6 separate regions of the Mus musculus genome follow, and all the other regions are linked to region 6. A link is a contact called in public ChIA-PET, Hi-C and promoter capture Hi-C data. All regions are on one chromosome and are shown on one strand. The core of a region is the stretch at or near the end of the contact, and the rest is flanking DNA. Distances in the headings are between cores, read along the strand shown.

Evidence for each region. Promoter capture Hi-C pulls out the DNA fragments that hold promoters and counts their contacts. Hi-C and Micro-C count contacts between places; a contact is called where the count stands out from the background. ChIA-PET counts read pairs in DNA pulled down with a chosen protein or histone mark.
Region 1: a promoter capture Hi-C map of pre-B cells shows a contact between it and region 6. The contact joins the promoter of Nap1l1 here to the promoter of Glipr1 in region 6. A contact is called at or near these places in 8 of 39 promoter capture datasets (the C10 cell line, the HPC-7 cell line, cranial neural crest and 5 more), 1 of 484 Hi-C or Micro-C datasets (B cells), 5 of 115 datasets of contacts at active chromatin or transcription factors (the 230-238 cell line, CD8 T cells, extraembryonic endoderm stem cells and 2 more) and 2 of 9 other capture datasets (adipose tissue and liver).
Region 2: a contact with region 6 is called in an RNA polymerase II ChIA-PET map of memory CD8 T cells, with 7 read pairs. The contact joins the enhancer-like site here to the promoter of Glipr1 in region 6. A contact is called at or near these places in 2 of 39 promoter capture datasets (the HPC-7 cell line and pre-B cells), 1 of 484 Hi-C or Micro-C datasets (myeloid progenitors), 5 of 115 datasets of contacts at active chromatin or transcription factors (CD8 T cells, effector CD8 T cells, extraembryonic endoderm stem cells and 2 more) and 1 of 9 other capture datasets (liver).
Region 3: a contact with region 6 is called in a Hi-C map of B cells, with 10 read pairs. The contact joins the promoter of Zdhhc17 here to the promoter of Glipr1 in region 6. A contact is called at or near these places in 1 of 484 Hi-C or Micro-C datasets (B cells), 3 of 115 datasets of contacts at active chromatin or transcription factors (effector CD8 T cells, large pre-B cells and pancreatic cancer cells) and 2 of 9 other capture datasets (adipose tissue and liver).
Region 4: an RNA polymerase II ChIA-PET map of memory CD8 T cells shows a contact between it and region 6, with 114 read pairs. The contact joins the promoter of Osbpl8 here to the promoter of Glipr1 in region 6. A contact is called at or near these places in 1 of 39 promoter capture datasets (pre-B cells), 2 of 484 Hi-C or Micro-C datasets (B cells and the G1E-ER4 cell line), 5 of 115 datasets of contacts at active chromatin or transcription factors (effector CD8 T cells, extraembryonic endoderm stem cells, large pre-B cells and 2 more) and 3 of 9 other capture datasets (adipose tissue, liver and macrophages).
Region 5: an RNA polymerase II ChIA-PET map of memory CD8 T cells shows a contact between it and region 6, with 6 read pairs. The contact joins the promoter of Atxn7l3b here to the promoter of Glipr1 in region 6. A contact is called at or near these places in 2 of 484 Hi-C or Micro-C datasets (CD4 T cells and natural killer cells) and 1 of 115 datasets of contacts at active chromatin or transcription factors (memory CD8 T cells).

Annotation. Positions count from the first base shown.
Region 1 is chr10:111,471,263-111,474,587 of GRCm38.p6, reverse strand. It overlaps Nap1l1 (nucleosome assembly protein 1-like 1), which reads right to left and starts at 1,361. Exons shown (of 16, transcript NM_015781.5): 1 at 1,237-1,361.
Region 2 is chr10:111,101,132-111,104,446 of GRCm38.p6, reverse strand. No RefSeq gene overlaps it. Among named protein-coding and RNA genes, the nearest start is that of Gm29916, 19 kb to the right of the region's middle. Within about 2 kb of position 2,011, at least 141 of the 459 cell types and tissues checked have an H3K27ac peak or open chromatin away from gene starts, as enhancers often do. A contact at or near this core is called in the HPC-7 cell line, effector CD8 T cells, liver and 2 more, where this site is marked.
Region 3 is chr10:111,008,783-111,012,017 of GRCm38.p6, reverse strand. It overlaps Zdhhc17 (zinc finger, DHHC domain containing 17), which reads left to right and starts at 1,952. Exons shown (of 17, transcript NM_172554.2): 1 at 1,952-2,080. The coding sequence starts at 1,988.
Region 4 is chr10:111,163,474-111,166,712 of GRCm38.p6, reverse strand. It overlaps Osbpl8 (oxysterol binding protein-like 8), which reads right to left and starts at 1,911. Exons shown (of 24, transcript NM_175489.3): 1 at 1,517-1,911.
Region 5 is chr10:112,927,472-112,930,495 of GRCm38.p6, reverse strand. It overlaps Atxn7l3b (ataxin 7-like 3B), which reads left to right and starts at 1,470. Exons shown (of 1, transcript NM_001033474.2): 1 at 1,470-3,024. The coding sequence starts at 1,774. The coding sequence ends at 2,067.
Region 6 is chr10:111,995,913-111,999,024 of GRCm38.p6, reverse strand. It overlaps Glipr1 (GLI pathogenesis-related 1 (glioma)), which reads left to right and starts at 1,761. Exons shown (of 6, transcript NM_028608.3): 1 at 1,761-2,167. The coding sequence starts at 1,994.

The sequences.
Region 1 (3,325 bases), core at 112-2,611, 520 kb after region 6:
AAAAAATGTAAATTTTAGGCACTCCTCTAATCCAAAGTATTCTTTGGATATTAAGTTTGGGAAGGTGTTTTGATGGCGTCTATTTTCAAAAGTGGTAAACTTTATGTTGGCTCTCCTGAAATTAGAGGTGTTGGGAAAGTCTTTAAAACGTTTCTCATTTTGGAATTTAGAGACAGGAGACAGTCTGAAGTAGTTAGCCCTGGAAGATAGCCTGTATGCCTGGTGCATCCTTTTAGTCTGGGAAGCCCTGCCCTCTGGACAGGACCTGTCTCCGCCCTCCCTCCGATGCCACTCCTGAGATCTTTACAGAAATGTGGCGCACTGAGCTTGGTCAGTATATTATTAATGCCTTGTTCCACCCCATGGTCCTTCCACTTCATCCCTAGTGAGAATTCTGGGGGGAGGGAGGGGGTGCTGCCTGAAGGGAAGAACCACGCTGTTGGTCTATTAAACTCGAACCCCACTCCCCACCCCCAACAAGCCAGCCCTTCTTAGTTTTCGTCTCAGAACCATCTGGAGGTTTAAGGAGACTAGGATTAAGTCTCTCCACACAAATATACCCCGGCCACGTTACCCATCGAAGTTCTAACTGTACCTGTGAGACACAAAACAAGATCTTTTGTTAAAAAAAAAAAAAAAAAAAAATAGCTAGGCTGAACGCTTTGCACGTGTTAACCCCTTATAACCCTGGCGGTGGAGGCTGCTCGCCCCTCCATCCTCCCATCCGCTAGCACAGTTCCCTCCAGGAAGACCCAGGGAGCCGGTGAGACCGTGGCGGGACTGGTACTCGTGGCGACCCCTCCTCCTCCTCCAACTCCGACGGAGGTGTCGGGTGGGCCCCGGCAGGGGTCTCCGGCCGCCCGCGGCGCGGTCCCCACGTGCCCCGGCTCCTGCGCGCCGAGGCCGCGCGGCCTGCACAGCCCCTCCCTGCGGGCGGAACTCGCGCGGCCACCGTTCCTTCCATGTCCCCCATCCCCGCGGCCCGCCTCGCCGGGGTTGCCCTCGCGGTGGGCTCCACCGAGGCAGAGGCGGCCGGGCGACCCAGGGCGCCCCGCGGCGTGGCCTCCTCCTCCTCCTCCGCTCTCCCGCGGCCTCGCCGTCCCGCGCGCCCCGCAGCCGCCGGCGCTCCCCGGGGTCCCTCAGGCCGCATGGCCGCTCCGGAGCGCTCACCCCGCGGCCTCAGCCCGACACCTCGCAGGCCCCCGCCACCCGGCCCTCCCGGCCCCCAGCCGTTACCGTTCCAGGAGGCTCGGACGCGGAGCCGGGCGGCGGGAGCTGCGCAGGCAGTGACTCAGGGCGGCGGCAGCGGCGGCGGCGGGAGGAGCAGGAGGCGGCGCCGCGAGCAGATGGCGCTAAAAAAGACCCGAGAGCCCGCCGCTCGCGCTCATATACAATTAGCGTCAGCACGTAGGGCTGCTCCGACGCCCTCCCCCTGGCCTCGGCGTTGCGTAGCAACGGGAGCGGGAGGCGGGCCTGGGCCTTGTTGCCTGGTTACAGAGCCGTCCTTCTTCCCCGGCACCTTAGGCTTCCCGCCTGTGGCGGTCTTGTGCTCGCCATCTCTTCTCCCTTCTACGCTGCGATGGAAATCCCAATCCCACAGCGACGACCCATAGGTCCCGCTCCTGGTTCTCCTTGCCCGCCTGGGTTAGGGACACAGCCTAGTGGCAGGCTTGCAGTATCCTGGCTAGGATTCCCATCCGCATCCAGACCTAATCCCAGCACGCCTCTCCCCTCTCCCCACCCCCTTCTCCTCTGAAACCATTTTCCCACTCTAGCTGAGAACTAACAACTCTTTTCTTGTGACCACCGCGGCAGCGTCTTCGGCTGGTTTTGCTTCTAACTCGGGGCGCCTCTACGCCTTTTAGGGTGTTCCACATCACGTTTACCTGATACACAACCCTTCATCTCTGCTTTAGTTCATTTGATGGAAGTAAAGAGCGTATTTTTGCGTATTACTGCTTTATAATGAAAATAATCAGCATACCAATTTTTCATCTTCCTGAAAAAGTAAATCAACCCTTAAGCTCATGAAATCTTGCAGCTATTTTTCAGTTGACTACAAATCACCTGTTCTGTTAACTATGTTTGGTGCTTTGGGGTTTTGTTTTTTAGGTAGGGCCACAGTGAGGCCCTGCAGGTATCAGATTTTAAATCTTTCAGAGAGTGGCTATGTGCCACAATTTGAGATCGTCAAATCAAACAGCTGTGCTCCAAGTGTGGTCTTTATGGTGGGAGGTTAATCTGTCTATAATACTAAGGCACTGTCTACATTTTACATTCCCATCCTCCCACAAGCCTTCACTGGAGTCTTCCAGACACTACAAGTCGTGAGATAGGGCAACATTGGAAATACAAACAGACAGACAGGAGAATCTGGTTATCTGTTGTGAAATCAGGCATGGAAGAACTTGGCAAAAAGTAGTATGTGCATACAAAAGGCTATGTGCTAGTATTTTAGTGAAAGAATAACTACTCTTTGAGTCCTTTGGATGTAGCTCATTTGGTAAGAGTGCCTGCCTAAGATGCATGAAGGCCCCAGGTTCAAACCACAGCATCACATAGCCCACACATGGCTTCATTTCTGGAGTTGCACCCCTGCAGAGATAGAGGCACAGGGATAAGGAATTTAGGGTCATAGAGAGTTCCAGGTCAGCGCGGAATATTTAAGGCCCTGTAGCAGAAAAAAAAAAAAAATCACTGTTAATTTCCAACAAGATAACTATCAGTATCTGGAATGCACACAAAGGTCTCTGGGGGAAAGTGGAGTGTGGTGTCACACACCAGTTAAGCCAGAACTCTGGAGATAAAGACAGGAGGATTTTCAACTCTACTGCAGCCTGGCTACGTAGTGAGACCCTATCTTAAAGCTAAGCAAAGCTTTTGGACTTGTCAAAGGTTTTTTGGGGGCTTGCTTATTGGTTTGTTTGTTTTTAAAGGAAAGATCCTGGGACATCTATTAGTTTCCCTGAAACTTTAAAATGTCTGTAATTAGCATTAGTCAAGTTGTTCAAGGTCACATGGGAAATCTAGGATCGAATCCAGAACTGTTCAAATGATCACCTCCTTTTGCCAAGTCATGGAATTCACGTTTCGGAAAAAAAAATGTCAAGCCCAGGCCTCCATCATGAAATGAGTTGTGTGGCAGCCAATATCAATACAGCAGCACCTAGGAGAAAAACCTGGGTGTGTCTGTGAGGGCGTCTCTAACTTGTGCTCGTTGAAGTGGGAAGTTCCTCTTTTGGGTTGGTGACATCCATGCATGGGCTGTCTTGAACTGAATAGGAAAGAGAACGCAAGCGGAACACCAACATGAACTGCCTTTTAG
Region 2 (3,315 bases), core at 762-3,261, 890 kb after region 6:
TGCTACTTTTCCTCCCCTTCAAGAAACATTTTTGTTTGTTTGTCTTTAAAGTTTTATTTTATGTATATGAGTACACTGTAGCTGTCTTCAGACACACCAGAAGAGGGCATCGGATCCCACTACAGGTGGTTGTGAGCCACCATGTGGTTGCTGGGAATTGAACTCAGGACCTCTGGAAAAGCAGTCAATGCTCTTAACCACTGAGCCATCTCTCCAGCTGCTCGAGAAATGTTTTGTACCAGAATCCATCCAACTCTAAGGATCAACTGTTTAGTGTCTTCTTGTTCTGCAGCTTGAGGAAAACTCTATTTCTTGAGTGTGTGTGTGTGTGTGTGTGTGTGTGTGTGTCTGTCTGTCTGTCTGTCTGTCTGCATGTGTGTTTCACAGCCCTCCTGGAGTACAGTAATTGCTCTGACCACATATTAATAACTTCTCTTTACATAAATCTCCAAACGCATATAAAAGGACTAAAACTGAAGCTATTAAATGATCTGAATGAATTCTGCATGCAACTTTGCTTTGTATTACTATATAAATAAGATAACTATAAAAATAAGAAAATAGAGTTAATTACTCCTAAAAGAATGTTCTAGACTCCTTCACATTGTGCAGCCATAATGGGGACCATTTTCTTCTGTCACAGCTTTCTCCCATGATGCTTTTGCCTTGTCACGGACTTAAAAACAACAGACCAAGCTGAGCATGGACTGAACTCTCAAACCCGAGGCTCCCACCAGAGGCTCCTCGTTTGCTCTCTATTGCTGTGATAAATATCACGGCCAAGAGTAACCTGGGAGAGGAAAGGGTTAACCCAAGTTATAATCCACCAGGAAGGGAAATCCAGGCAGGACTCAGAGGTAATGGAGGAACGCAGTTTAGAAACTTGCTCCTGGTTGCTGAGCTTATTTATTTATTTTTATTCATCCCAGAACTATCAACCCAGGAGTGGTCTGGACTATTCCACATGGATCATTGGTGAAGAGAATGCTCCCCCACAGACTTGCTCACCGGCCAATCAGATGGAGGCATTTTTCTCTCTTCCCAGATTGCCCTAGCTGTGTCAAGCTAACGCAATACTGACCAGCACAGACTTCTTGCTCATGTTCAGGAAGCTAACGGAGCACTTCTCTTAGCTAAGTCAGCTGCTTATTCTCTGCGGTTGCTGCCTCACGGTCGGACGGACGGACGTGAAGTCTGATGACTCACGCCATGCCGCTTGACAATAGCCAATCCTGGGTGCTCTGTGACCGTGACACCCCCAGCTTTGGCACTACTCACTCGCTACTCTGAATTTGAGTCTTTCCATTTCTGACACCTACAAGCCTCCCCTTTCTTACATGGATTTGAGTATGAGGAGCGGAGGGGGCCAGTCTACATCCGGTCAGTTCATGGATCAAAACAAAAGCACGACTATAAAGGATCAGAGAATCAATATTATCTATATTATCCCTCAGCTTGCGGCTACTACACCTGGGTGGGGCTGGGGGCGGGGCAGCAACCTGAGAGACGGGGGGGCGGGGGGGGGGCGGGGGGGGGCACGTTCTGAATGAAGCAAGCTTTTGATTCCGCTGCCAGAATCCTGTCTGCTTCACCTGCAAAGATGAAACAGAATTTAGAAACTTGATTGTCTGTCTTGAAGACCAGAAAGTCTGACGCTCATAAGATTGAAGGCATAGGTGATTTAAGAAACATCCACAGCAGTGACTGGTCCAAGTTCTTTGAAAAGTGTCTCGGAGGCGTTCGCTTTCCTTTCAAGATTCGGAATGCGCAAGAAGCTGCTGATTGGTGGCTTGGTTTTACGCTTAGTCTTGGATAAAGAAACACTGTTGGAAAACAAACTTGGTAACAAGAACCACACATGGAAACTACCGCATCAATGCAGGATTAATCGGCTCCAAACACGCACAGATTCCCCTCTGCTAAAGCAGGAAATACTCTGGGTCCCACCAGCTGCATCCTCCTCGCTGGAGGCCAAAGATGCCAGAGATATTTAAGCCTAAGTGCTTTCGGTTCTGTCCTGGCCAGAGGCCACGGGTGCCAGGAAATAGAAGCAGTTTTGCCTTATCTCCCTTGGCCTAAAGGAACCCTTTTCCCAGAAACCAAATATGATGTCAGGGCTGAGACCAGGAATGGGAGCGGGCTTGATCGGCTCACCCCAGCTCCAGGCCTCCATCCAGTGAGGTCTCATTGGGAGACTCACTGGAATCCCACTTTCTGGGAACCCAGTGGCATGGGGACCCTGACTTTTTCCTTTTTGAGTTTTCTGCAATAGAACCGTTCTTACTAAAACTCACCCTCTGTGAGTCATGGAATTCATTCTTCCAGTTCGTGAGAAGAGAACCTGAAAGCCACTGGCTCCAACCGCTGTGGTTTTCTGAGTTATCTGAGACCCTAGTTCCCCAAGGTGAGCTCACAGAGCAGAAGAGAGGCCCTGCTCACAGACACCTCAAACTTTACATATTGTTAGAATCTGATAAGTCAAAAATTACTTAAACTGCAACTCAAGATGGACATTGGTCAACATGGATGTAAATAATTCCAGCGTTAGGGTTAATTTAATGGCTGTGGCTGGCCTCCTTCAGATTCAAACTCATCATGGCTGCTTGGGAATGCTTAAGACAACCCACAGTTCCTTTAGGAGACTGTAGTACAAGCCATAGCTGCTAAGGCAACTCATACAAAAGAGAGCATGCTGTTGCTTTAAACAAATTCCTAGTTTTGACATAAGAAATGCAGTTCTTGGCCAGGCGGCTCAAATTCTACATAGGGAAGAAGAGTTCAGCAAGCTAACAGACAAAACGAGTGAGGGCATAGTAGCTACTGGGCAAAGATTACTATTCAAGGACAGATTACAGACTGGGCAAAGCCGGAACACGCGAGCATCAGGATTGCAACTTCTTACCTGTTTAGCCCAACCCGGAACCTTGTGCGCTTCCTGTGTGAGCATTTGGAAACCAAGTGTCAGGTGTTTGCAAGTGGGATTCCAGAAAACTGATTGTGCTTCATAGCTTGGCCAACACTGTTTTTTCCATTAATAAAGTTTGGGAGAGCAAAAGAGAAGGAGAGGAAAAGGGGGAGGAGAAGGAGGAGGAGGAAGGAGAGCAGGTGGGAGGCAAAGGAGGAGGAGAGGGAGGAGGGGAGGAGTGAGAAGAATAGGAGGAGAAAGAGGAGAAAAAAGGGGGGAAGGGGAAGAGGAAGGAGAGAAAGAGAAAGGAGGGGGAGAGAAAAAGGAAGGAGGGGAGAAGGGAAAGAGGGAGAAGGTTGTTCTATGTAATTTGTGTAGTTCTGCATTACCCCTCTCCTTCAGGGGTTCTC
Region 3 (3,235 bases), core at 703-3,202, 990 kb after region 6:
CATAGTGGACAGAAAGAAGAAAGAGCCAACGACAAAACAAAACCAACAACAAAATCCCTACATTAAAAAAAAAAAAAGAAATATCTTGATTTACTTAATTTTGTTATCTAGTTAACCTACAGCTTTTTAAATTACCAAACCACCACGTGGGCTAAACAGTAGATTTTGCTGACTCAATTAATTTGGACCGTTCTTTCAAAGCCCTCTGTGAACCCAGGCTTCTCAGGTTGAACACCTCTTTTATGAAGATGTCCACCATACACCTGCACTCCATGGGCACTCATACAAATTATTTTGTTTTTGTTCCCCATACCTAGTTCTGTCGTTCATTTCATGTTGGTTTGAATGCCACACCCTCTCAACTGTTTCTTTACTCTTTTTTTTTCCCCTAGATTTGGGTAAATGCAAAAGCCTAAGGGTAAGGAGATCGAGCCTGTAATATTACAGGAAAAAAAAAAAAGAGTCTGTTCATGCTGACACGTGACTGAAGAAAATTTCGGTGCTGTGAACGAAAAACTAGGAATTCTGTTTAGAATTGCATGGTTTCTGGTTTCTGCCAGGACAAAAAAAGAAAGAAAGAAAAAAAAAAAAAGAAGAAAAGAAAATCGGTCCGTGCCGGAAGGAAAAGCCCTGCTGAGAGGATACACACAGAGACAGGCAGCGCCAAAGAGACCGCTTCTTTCCCCCCACCAGAAGCAGCTATAAAATAGCATATTCATCCTTTTTCTGAGTGATTACTGCCCGTTTACCGACGAATACTAGGTCTACTTTGCCGTTTTCATTTGTTACTGGGAGAGCACAGTATTGAACGGACCTAGCCTCGTGATCTCGTCCAATGCCTTGTTACTCCTGGTTTTTCCTCACCTCCTCAGAATCGATTATGTCCAATCCAGAACCGATCTCAGCTCTCCCCAGACCCTCCTCAGATTCTTTTGGCGGGAATATAAACCTTACAAAGGGGTTTCCTCTTCCATGCCCCATCCTTTTTTCCTCTGACGTGCCTTCCTCCCGATCTACCAGTAAATCTGGCTTTGTCCGACTGCAGGTTTTTTCCCCTCTGGTGATCTTTGGCTGATTTGGCTTTGACAGGGGACTGGTTAGTATCAGAATCTCTAATCAGATCGCTCTTTGCTAAATGTTCCCTGGCGCTGTAGAGATTTACAATCCCTAGTAGCCCAAACCAGAAACAAATCCTTTCTGCAATTGTTCCATCAGCCCCCTCCCAACCCCAATATCCTCTTAAAGCCGGCTTTAATCATTTTTATCTGGGTCACACTCTAGAGCTTTCATTTTAAAAAGGTTTCACTTTTGAATCCCCGGGTCCCTATTAAAATGCAGCAGATGGGAAAGTGTGGGGCTTTGACCTTGTCAAAAGCAAGGATTTTAAAAAAAAATGCCCTAGCTCAATCGCAAAGAGGGCATCACACAACAAAAGCTTTTTCAAGGAAGCCAATTTTTTTTTTTTTTTTTTTTGTCCTTGCTTCTCCCGGTGTCCCCGAGGCACAGGTGCGGAGGCGAGGAGAACGCATCCTTGCTCTCCCAGGGTCACACCCTAAGCCCTTCCAGCCCTTGGAAGGCTCGGGACCCTGCCCTGCGCGGCTCTGGATCTCCGTCTTGTGTCGCGCGCGGCCTTTCCCGGGTGGCCGGAGCCGAGGAGCAGCAGCAGCAGCAGCAGCAGCATCGGCCTCCGACCGGGACCCGCCCCCGGGCCGCGGCGCCCACGCCCAACGCGGTCCGCTGCCCCGGCGCAGTGCAGCAGAGAGCACACTCCAGCCCCGGGCCGGGTCGGGCCGGGCCGGCGCACGCGCATCGGGACCCGCGCCCTCCGCGGCGGGAGGGGCTGAGGGGGCGTCCCGGGGGCTCGGAGGGAAGAGGAGGTGGCGGCGGTGGCGGTGGCGCCGCGTCGCCCTCATCCGGGCTCGCGCTCGCCCTCGCGCTCGCCCTCCGCCTTGCCGAGCCCCGCGAGGCTGAAACGCTTTCTCCCAGCATGCAGCGGGAGGAGGGATTTAACACCAAGATGGCGGACGGCCCGGATGAGTACGAGACCGAAACGGGCTGCGTGCCCCTTCTCCACCCGGAGGTGAGGGACGGCGCCGAGCGCCTTCCCGGGACCCTGCGGTCCCGCGGCCTCGCTCCCTCAGCCTCGCCCGGGGCGGCGGCCGAGGCGTCCGGCGCGGTGACCTGTGGCGGGACCCCGGGGGAGGCTGAAGAAAGCGAGTCCAGGCCCGAGCGCGGCGGCGAGCGAGCGGATAACGGGGGAGGAGATAGCGGGGCGGGCCCGGCCGGGGCGGGCTCTGGGACGCCGTCCCTGGCGGTGCCTGGAGGACAGAGGTGGGGATGGCGATGGTCCTGTGGTGTCGCCGCGCTGCCTGCGGGTGCAGGGGCGACGGGGGCCTGCTGACACTTTGGAACCTCGGCCGGAGCCCCTGGTCTCGCTCCAAGCCTCCCCAGGCAGGGGAGGCAGCCGATCTGCTGTTTGGTTTTAACTCTCTCCTCGTCCCCTCTTTCTCGGTGGCGGATGACACGACCCTTCCCATCAGTTCACTCGTTCCCCGGGGATCGTAGTTTTCCTGGGCAAAGTGATGTCCTTCCAGATTATGCCATAGCAACCAGCTCGCCGCTGGGGACAGCGAATTTCGGGGTGTGTTTGCCCTTAGGCTATTAAAAAGAAAAGAAAAGAAAACAACAAAAAAACAAAAAGAGAGAGGGTCTGAACTTTGGCGAATAAACGCACGCACCCATTAGCTTGTCACAAAGTAGCGCTGTTTGGGGACTGTCAGGGAGGGTAGACAGCGCAACACGTTTCCCACCGTTTTTTCTTTTGTATCTCCTGGACGGGAACAGTTTTCTCTGCCGGAGCCGTCAGGTTCTGCCCGTTGTTTACCTCCCAGTTTGTAGCTGAGTTTGTGTTTAGTAAAGGCCTGGAAGCAATTCTTTGTGTATCCAGGTTTGTTGATTATTATTATTATTATTATTATTATTATTATTATTATCATCGGTGCACGGTGAGATGCGGGGAGGGCAGGAAAGTGTAGCGCAGCTTCCTGCAGAACTCAGGTCGTGTTTTGAGGTTGAGAATGGTGTCCAGATCCGTGGTGTTCGAATAAACGTGGTTACTTTGCATTCGATTGATTTTATTTCTTCCTGGCTTTTGTGTCTTGTTTTTTTTTTTTTAATTGTAAATACAAAGGACCACTTTCGTATTAATACCCTATTATCTCTTAACTTGATCATA
Region 4 (3,239 bases), core at 662-3,161, 830 kb after region 6:
ACCATGTCCAGGTTTAATTAAACAGCATTTCTAGGCACCTCTGTGATCTCTGGGGCTCAAACTGTTCACATGGAATTTGACCGCAACAACGTAATCTCCATAATTAAAGAGCTTTAGGAAGGTCTTAAATTTCATCTATCCCCTTTGCTAACACTTTGAACAAGCACACTGCAGTCATTCTTGCTACCAAAAGACAGAGTACATACTTGCTACCCAAAAGAAAGAGCAACATGTTAGAAATTAGTTGGTCTTTTAATAGAGTGCATTTTAAATTGCATGGCCTTTCCCTTCCTTTTATAAAACCTGTTTTTATAAAACCAGCATTTTAATAATCTCACTGCAAAACAGGTTCTAGCAAGCACAGCAACTGATCCCAGTCTCTCGGCATGATCAAATTTAGATGAAACCCCAGGGGAAGAGAGAGCGTAACAAGCAATTTACCTATACCTCAATTGTTCTCTGGAATTCTTCAAGAGGCAAAAACTATTTTAAATGGTTATCTTGAAAGACCTTTAATTGCACTAATTTGGGGCTGCACTAATTTGAGGTTGTTTACAGTGAAATTACTTTGAAGAATTCCCTGCTAACCCAAGGTATTCTAATACTACTGTTACTTAAGTCTTCCAGCAGCAAAAAGGCACAAACTTCATTAAGTTATTGAAAGCAGATATGCTATCGTCAGATAAGTGTTCCCATCTGTTTAGAGACGAACCCAAGTTAACTTATTTCAGACGGCATTTAGTTAAAATGAAATTAGGTTATGTTTCACGACGCAGATGTCGCTCACAAAGAAGTGTTAAATGACTTTAGTGAATGGAAAATCTGCATCTACTGTTGCTTCGCATCAGCCGGTCTTGAGTGGGTTGCTCAATGAAGCAAAAGCATGCTCCATATGAAACTCCCTGGAACCTGATTACACTCTCCACAGCTTAGCCGCAAACAAAACGTAAAAAAAAAAAAAAAAAAAGTGCAACGAAGACACCGCCTTTTCTCCAGTGTGGCAAGAAGGCCAACGGAGCTGAGGTTTAAGGAACACCGCGACAGTCTCTGCAAAGGCGGGTGCGGTCCGCCTGCGAGCGGCACAACCTCTTCAGGGGCTGTCACAGGAAAACCCCAAGCCTTGCCTTAACCGCCCGGGGCGACAAAGCGCCAGGTTTTCACCCCCTGCGCGGGGGGCTTCCGGCGAGCCCCGGCGTCGCCCTGTCAAACTTCGGGAGGGGCAGACACACTCGGGACCCGGAACGCCGCCGAGCCGCCCCCGCCCCCATCCCAGGTCCCCACTGGGCTTTGTACCGCTGCAGACGCACCTACCGCGGGCCCCAAAAAACACGCCACCCCCGCCAGCCCTGCCAATCTCCCTCTCAGAAGGGACAAAGGAGAGGCAGGAGGGGAACTCGCGGCGCGGGGTACCCACGAGTGCCCACAGCCCGAGCTCAGAACGTAGGACTGAGGGACTACAGTCACCCCAAAAGGCACGACTCCGCTGCTCCCCAACACCGGGCTGAGCGCCACTCACCGATGCGGAGCCCCAGAGGAGGCGGCCCGCAGGGAGCAGGCTTCCGTGGGATCACAGGGACGCCGGAGTCCGGGGCCTTAGTGTCCGGTGGGACCCCCCCTCCTCAACTTCTCTCGGCTGCGGTCGCCCGCGGGAACTGAGAGCCAGCCCGGACGGAGAGCACAGGCGAGCCGCGGCGGGGGCTCGGCCCGGAGCGGCGAGCGAACTCGGGCTCCTCCGCCCGCGGGCCAGGGCGGAACCTCTTCCTTCTCTACCGCTACCGCTCTCGGCGGTGGCCGAGTCGAACGCCGCTGCCGCCCCGGCTGCCGCTGCCGCTGCCGCTGCCGCTACCACCGCCGCCCAGCTGGGAGCGCGTCGCAGCAGAATGCTGTCATCCGCCCTGACACCGCCTTTCTGGGCGCCGCGAGCCGCCACCAGCCTTCACATCCCAAGGCCCGCCCCTCTCGCAGCCCCGCCCCCAGCCCGGGCCTGGGCCACGCCCCCTTCCCGTCACGTGACGCCGCAAGGAGGCGGTCCCCGGGTAGCTTCTGCTGGGCGGGCGCGCAGAGGCAGCTGCTGGCAGCTCGTGGTGATGGCGAGCTGTCATGTCACCTCCCCTCCGCTCCCCTCCCCGCCCTCGAGGTTCCCTCTCAGGAAGCCCTGGGGTGGAGGGCCGGCTACCCGCAGGTCTCTGAAGTGCTCGCTGGGCAGGACCCGCCTCCCGACCTCTGGCCGGGCCCACAGAGGAGGCTGCCAGGAGAAATTGGGGCTTGAGAAGCAGCCAGGAGTCCCTGCTGCCTAAGTTCCAATGACACGTTCACTGTGGTGTCTCATTAGCTGTTGGCCTCACAGGAGGTTTGAGATGTAGACTTCAGTCACGCTGGGATGAAAATAGCCTAGCAGGCTTTCTTGTTATTGTTCCTAGTCATGTTCAGAATCCTGGGTGCCAGCTTTTACAGTCATGAAGTTTTACAGTGAGGTTGGTGACGGTTTTAGCGACGTGGCAAGTTGATAGTACCTCTCAATTTGAACAGAAAGCCTAATTTAACTCTTCGGATTTTGTTGTTGTTGTTGTTGTTTTGTACCTCAACTCTTGGCTTTTTTTGTTTTTTGTTTTTTTAACCATGACCCCAGAAATCCCTCCCCATCCTGTGGAGAGGAAAGGGGCAGAACTCATCACTGGAAGAAAGCCAGTTACAATACAGAAGAAGAGAAAAGCGACCTAACAGTGCAGAAGGAGGAATGAGCTGCCTCTAACAAGGCCATTCTCTACGATAAAAATTCAATTCCTTATTCCTTTATCCTTCTACTCTGGAACCAAGAATTTTTTTTTTAACTTTACACAATTTCCATTACATTTCTTGACAGGAAATCAGATGACATTCTGATCGTTTGGATACTTAAGTAGGCCATAGGATTCTGCCTGTTACTGATGTATTTCATAGCAGCTCTAAAAAATTTGCAGACGTGGCCATTTTGTTGCCCAAAGAAAGAGCAATTTACTGCTCAGTTAAATAATGCCAGGCCGCTGATCTTTAAAACACATCTTGATGCAGCTATGTTAACATTTGAAAAACAATTAGATTTTGTCATGAAGGACTGTTCCAATGAGGGAAAGATTCTGCCACATTCTTCTGTTAAGAAACCTAAGAAATTATATTTGTATTTTACATAAACATAAGGGAAGTTTATTGTTTTCTTGTTTTGTTTGTTTTTCTTGCTTGATTGTTTTGTTTTGTTTTGT
Region 5 (3,024 bases), core at 221-2,720, 930 kb before region 6:
CCATGTGAAAATTCTTATACGTATTGCTATGTGTCTCACTACAAAACTATGTGATGACACCTATTCCTGAAATGTCAAGAAAACAGATCCCAATACAAGATTCGCATAGGCATCTACTGTAGGAGGCAGTCTGATTCAGTAACATGTACTCTTAAACATTACATGGTTTATTGTATGTCCAGATCCCACAATGTGTCAATACGTTAATTTTTTGAATCTAGAACATCTAGATTATACAAAAGTCCAATTTTTTTAAAGTTCTGTCTTTTTTTAAATTAAAAAAAAAGAACTCTGGGCAGAAAAAAATTAAGTAGCATAAGCTAAATGATTTGTATCTGCCAATTTGTGAGATCTAAATTAATTAAATAGACAACTAGAAAATACAGTTGTTTACAAATAGTTTGCACTCTAAATCAATCAGTGTAAGGTAATTCTGTACTGAGGAAAATATGATCATCTTATGCTTTTCTCTAATCTGGAAATCTTGCATAAGAAAGCTATAAAGGAGGATTTGAGTTTTTCCTTAGCCACAGTTCTTTCTGATAAATTGCAAAAGTAGAGCAGTTGCAGAGGAGGATCAAATAATGAACAAGAAAGAAAAAAGTAAAGAAAGAATACAGTGATTTCCTTATGTTTGAATTCACAACTAATCTTTTTAGGAATAGCTAGCTAGCATCTTCTGATCCATTGTGGTTAGTAGTGTGTTTTATCAGTGACAGAATAAGGACTTGCTTGAGTCAAATGAGAAAAGTTGTTAGGAGCTGGCTGCAGAGGATTTGGTGGGACGGTTCCAGTTCTCACAGTGAAAGCAGTGTAACTTTAGGAAAGTCTTCCCCCTCCTCTTTGCCTCCCCCAAACTAAGCGCACATCATTTTTATCTTGTAGCACATTTGGAGACGTATATAATCATTTCTTTACAGTCACGCTGACTTAATGGTCTTATAAGTGAGATAAATGCCTTAGGTTTATTTGATCAATATATTTGAATTATGCCTTTAGTGTCAGGATTCTAGTTGTTTTCATTCAAAGAAAGCCTCAAAGATAAACTATAGGGCAATTTGTTTCCTTGCATCATCTAGTGGATTTAAATGACAACTGCGGCAGTACTGTAAATTACTGCAAGCCAATCCTGTACGTCAAATTTTCAGTCGTATGTGGATAAACATGCCTGAAATCATTATTCGATTGATTACACAACTGGACAAGTAATTATTATTCCTCCTTTTACGTAAGAAATCATTGAAACACAGGTGAACGCATTAGTGAACGTTTAAAGCCCTAAACAAAATACCATAGCATCGTCGATAACATTTTATGAACCGGGAGAGAGAAAAAGACACAGGCAGGAATGCCAGTTGTCGCCACTGGCTCGCACAGACCAACAGTGCTCCCAGGCCAGCGAACTGCGCCAGAGCCCGAGCCCAAGCCCAGCCTCCGCGCGGAGCCAGTGCGCAGGCGCAGCACCGGGCGGAAGTGGGGGGGCGGGCCCAGACTGTCAGCGAGAGGAAGAGGCCCGAACGGCTGGGTGAGGCGCCGAGACGGTTTTCGCGGCGAGCCGGGCTCGGGTGCAGCTCAGAATCCCGAACTTGGGTGATCGTCGCAGCCGAGCGAGCGTTGGGGCTCCGGAGCGGCGGTTGCTGTCGCCGCGGACGCCGCCGTCGTCGCCGTTGCCGTCCCGGAGGACGAGGCCCGGAGAGGCCTTGCAGGCCTAGCGGAGCCCGAGTGTGCCGTGAGTAAAGCCAGCGCCCTCCGCACGGTCGCTTGCCGGTTAAGATGGAGGAGATTTCGTTGGCCAACCTGGATACTAACAAGCTGGAGGCCATCGCCCAGGAGATCTATGTAGACCTGATAGAGGATTCCTGCCTGGGCTTCTGCTTTGAGGTGCACCGGGCGGTCAAGTGTGGCTACTTCTACCTGGAGTTTGCAGACACTGGGAGCGTGAAGGATTTCGGCATCCAGCCAGTGGAGGACAAAGGCGCGTGCCGCCTCCCGCTCTGCTCCCTTCCTGGGGATCCCGGGGACGGGCCCCAGACGGAGCTGCAGCGTTCACCTCCGGAATTCCAGTAGTCACCACCTGAGAGAGGGCGACACAGTGACCAGGACAATAATAGAGACTGGTCCCCGTGGCTTTGGAGGAATAAGCTAAGTTGGAGAGAAAAAAAATTAAATCAACAAATAAAGGAAAAGCAAACAAAAGTCCCATTTACCCCCCTTCAAGATCTTAGCATTAAAATACAAAAAAAAAAAAAACCGAGAAGGCGTAAAACGAACAAAACACCCAAAGAGGAGAATTTAGGAATCCCGGTCCATTTGAAAGGGTCTCCCATGCCAGCTCTGAAATCCTGGGCAGAAGAAGGTCCAGAGGCGTCGTGCTGTATTTTGAGCTGTATAAAATACATGTGGATGTGCAAGGACCCTGAACTGTCCTCGGTACACAGGTGAGCAGCTGTGTACCCAGCCTATACAATTCTATTTGTTTCTCAGATTCTGCATCTGCCTGATGTCATGGGCCTCCTTCGAAGTTTTAGATGGTGTTGATGGTCAGGCCCTGATCAGTCAGCTTCGGTGGACTGCTCCTCTGATTTCTAAGCCTCCAATTGGGCCTCTTTGATACAAATAGAAGTCAGGTATGTGACTTAAATACTAAAAATATTAATATTCCCGTTTGAATTCGATGGGAAGCCCTTGTGCCCTTGTCTTCAAGAAGTTCCAAATCACCTGTTTTCCAAAGGTCCAGCATTTTGTGGGGACAAGGCCTTGCCTTTGGCTCATCAGAAGACCTGTCTTTCCATCCTACTGAGTGGCAAAGGTTTGGCAAAGGACAAGGTGGTTTTCAAACAGCTGAAGATTTTCTTTTGATGCTATGAGGATGAAGTGTACCTCCGCGACTGCACATCATGTCCAACTGGAAGACTCATGTCTTGAATTACATACTGCGGACATAAGTTTGGTGGGACGGTTTTTTCCTACTTTTGAGTTACTGGTGATGTAACCAGCCCATGGGTCTGACTTGATCATTATGAC
Region 6 (3,112 bases), core at 512-3,011:
CAAAATTCATGATGTCTGTGTTTTTAATAGCTAAATAGTATTTTTTCTATATCCATTCTTTAGTTTAGGGACATTTGGGTTGTTTCCAGTTTCTGTCTATTAAGAAGAAATCTGCTATGAACATAGTGAAGCACGTGTCCTTGTAGGGTTGTAGAGCATCTTTTGGATGTATTATGCCTAGGAGCAATATAGCTGGGTCTTCAGGTAAAACTATTTCCAATTTTCTGAGAAATCAACAAATTGATTTCCAGAATGGTTATATAGATTTGCACTCCCACCAGCAGTGGAGGAGTGTTCCCCTTGCTCCAGTCCTTGCCAGCATGTGCTGTCGCTTGAGTTTTTTATCTTAGCCCTTCTGGTTTGTGTAAAGTGGGAATCTCGGGATTGTTTTGATTTGCATTTCTCTCATAACTAAGGATGTTGAGGCATTTCTTTAAGTGCTTTTTTGGTCATTTGAGTTTCCTGTGTTGAGAATTCTCTGTTTAGCTCTGTACCCCGTTTTTAACTGGGTTATTTGGTTTGCTGGAGTCTAACTTCTTGAGTTCTTTATAGATTTTGCATATTAGCCCTCAGAACCCTTAGTAGAGGGATAAAGACACTAACCTACCCACAAAACTTTTGGCCCAAAATTTGTCCTGTCTAAAGAAATGCAGGAACAAAGATGGAGCAGAGACTGAAAGAATGACCAACCAATAATCAACCCAACTTGAAACCCAGCCCATTGGCAAGAACCAATCCCTAACATTATTAATGGTACTCTGTTATGGTTGTAGAAAGGAGCCTAGTATAACTGTCCTGTGAGAGGCTCCACCCAGCAGCTGACTAAAACAGATGCAGATATCTACAGCCAAGCATTGGAAAGAGGTAGGGGACTTTTTTGGAAGAGTTGATGAAAGATTGAAGAGGATGGAATCCCCACAGGAGGGCCAACAAAGTCAACTAACCTGGACCTCTGGGAGCTCTCAGAGACTGAACCACCAACCAAAGAACATATACTGGCAAGACCAAGGGGTGGGGGGGGGTGTCAGCCATTTTTTGAAATGGTGACCTCAGACAAAGGCACACAGGCCTTCTTATAGGGAACCAGGGGAACACTCCAAAAGGATTAGGTAATCTAAATTTTCATTGCTGGGTGCTAGGGAGTCCCAGGTGGTCAGCAGTCTGCATTCCTGTGTCATGAATGTTTAACCATAGGATAAGATAGGGCTGCCCAGCCCAGACAGCCCATTCTGAGATAAGATATTTCCCCATTTTTGTGATTGTCCCCAGGCTGTTCTTTGGGAGGTGGTTTTATGTCCTTGTTTCTGGATTTTATGGTCTGTTCCTGGAGCTGGTGCCTTATGGCTTTCTTTTCAAAATCAGGCCTGGCCCTTAAATGGACACAAGTGGGGTTTATGTTGTCCTTTCAAAATAGAAAAGGTAAAAAAGAAAGGAAAAAAATTCTCAGTGCAATTACAGTGAAGAGTCTCATTTTCTCTGAAACCATAAAATACAAACCATGTTGCTTTGCACACCTTGTTTGGTTTTATAAATCTGGACAAGAAAAACAATTCTCTACTCAACTCTCATTAAAGTAACCTTTGTTATTTGTTTGCCAGAGAGAGAGAGAGAGAGAGAGAGAGAGAGAGAGAGAGAGAGAGAGAGAGAGAGAGAGAGAGAGAGAGAGAAAGAGAAAGAAAAGAAAAGAGAAGAAAAAAAAAAAAAACCCATGAGCTGCAAGCCATATATGGAGAAGTCCGGTGTAAGTTTCGTGACGTCATGTTCTGCTCTCAGGCTCCTCAAGCTGAAGTAGGCTGTGCTTTGTAAAGCTGGTCATAAAAAAAAAACCCAGCATGCTGAAGATGGAGCTCAGAGGCAGAGCACTTGTCTAGCATAAACAACCCTGGGTTAATCCGAGCTCCAACAGGGAAACAGTCTGCAGACTGAGAGAACCGAGCATTCTATCAGAACCCCGCAGCTCTGGATTCTAGGTCCAGCAGCAACCAGAGAGACCATGCAGGTCATCCTTGCTGTGATAGTCTGGATGGCTTCGTCTGTGTCTAGTTCTTCATTTACAGCAAGCACTTTGCCAGATATAACAAACGAGGACTTCATTAAAGAATGTGTTCAAGTTCACAACCAGCTTCGGTCAAAAGTGAGTCCACCAGCCCGGAATATGCTGTACATGGTGAGTTCACTAGCAAGGGCTTGTCGCCCATGTCAATCAGAAGCAGCTTGCCTGCATTAATTTGGGTGTGACTTCTGGGTAACCCTGAGTGGTTTTCTTATTTGCTTTCTTTTTTTTCCTTGTAATGAATGTGTGCAGTAAACTCAGCTTGCAATCAGAGTCGACCGTTACCTTCCCCGACTGTCTTGAGCAATACCACTGGCATGATTCAGTTCTTTCTGCACACTTCCTTTCCGCAGCCATGAGCAACAGACTTCTTTGTTGTCATGGTTTTTCCTGTTAATATTTGTGAGGTTTCTTTTTTGTGTCTTAAGGGTTCTTTTTTTTTTCATTATATATGCTGTGTAAAATAATGGTCTTTCATTATGATAATTCAGTGTGCTTAGGCTACACTCATTCCGTTGGCCTCTTGGCCCTCTTCCTCTGATCGCTTTCCCCTGCTACGTTTCTGTGGTCTTCGGTTGTTTTCCTCTACACTTCACATATAAGAGGTCATGATGCTTTTCCGCCTGCGTCTGCTTTATGCTACTTAGTGTGATGATCTCCAATCCCATCTGTTTCCCTGCAAATGTCATAATTTTGTTCTTGGCGACTCAACAATACCATTCAGTTTGTCTATATAGACATATCTGTACACAAGCTATTTTCCTTACTCTTTCATCTTTTGGGGAACCACTGGGTGTAATCCATAGCTTGGAGGTTGTGAGTAGTGCCACAAAAAAAAAAAAAAAAAAAAAAAAAACATGGATATGCAAATACTCAAGACGTGCTGACTTCCATCCCTGTAGAGACAAGCCCAAACATGCCGTAGCTGAATCACACGCTAGTCTTATGTTTATAGTTTGTGGTGATACTGATTTCCATAGTGGCTGAGCTAATTTACAGACCTATCAGCAGCATGTAAGGCTTTTTCTCCACCCACATACCAGGGGACTTACCAGTCAG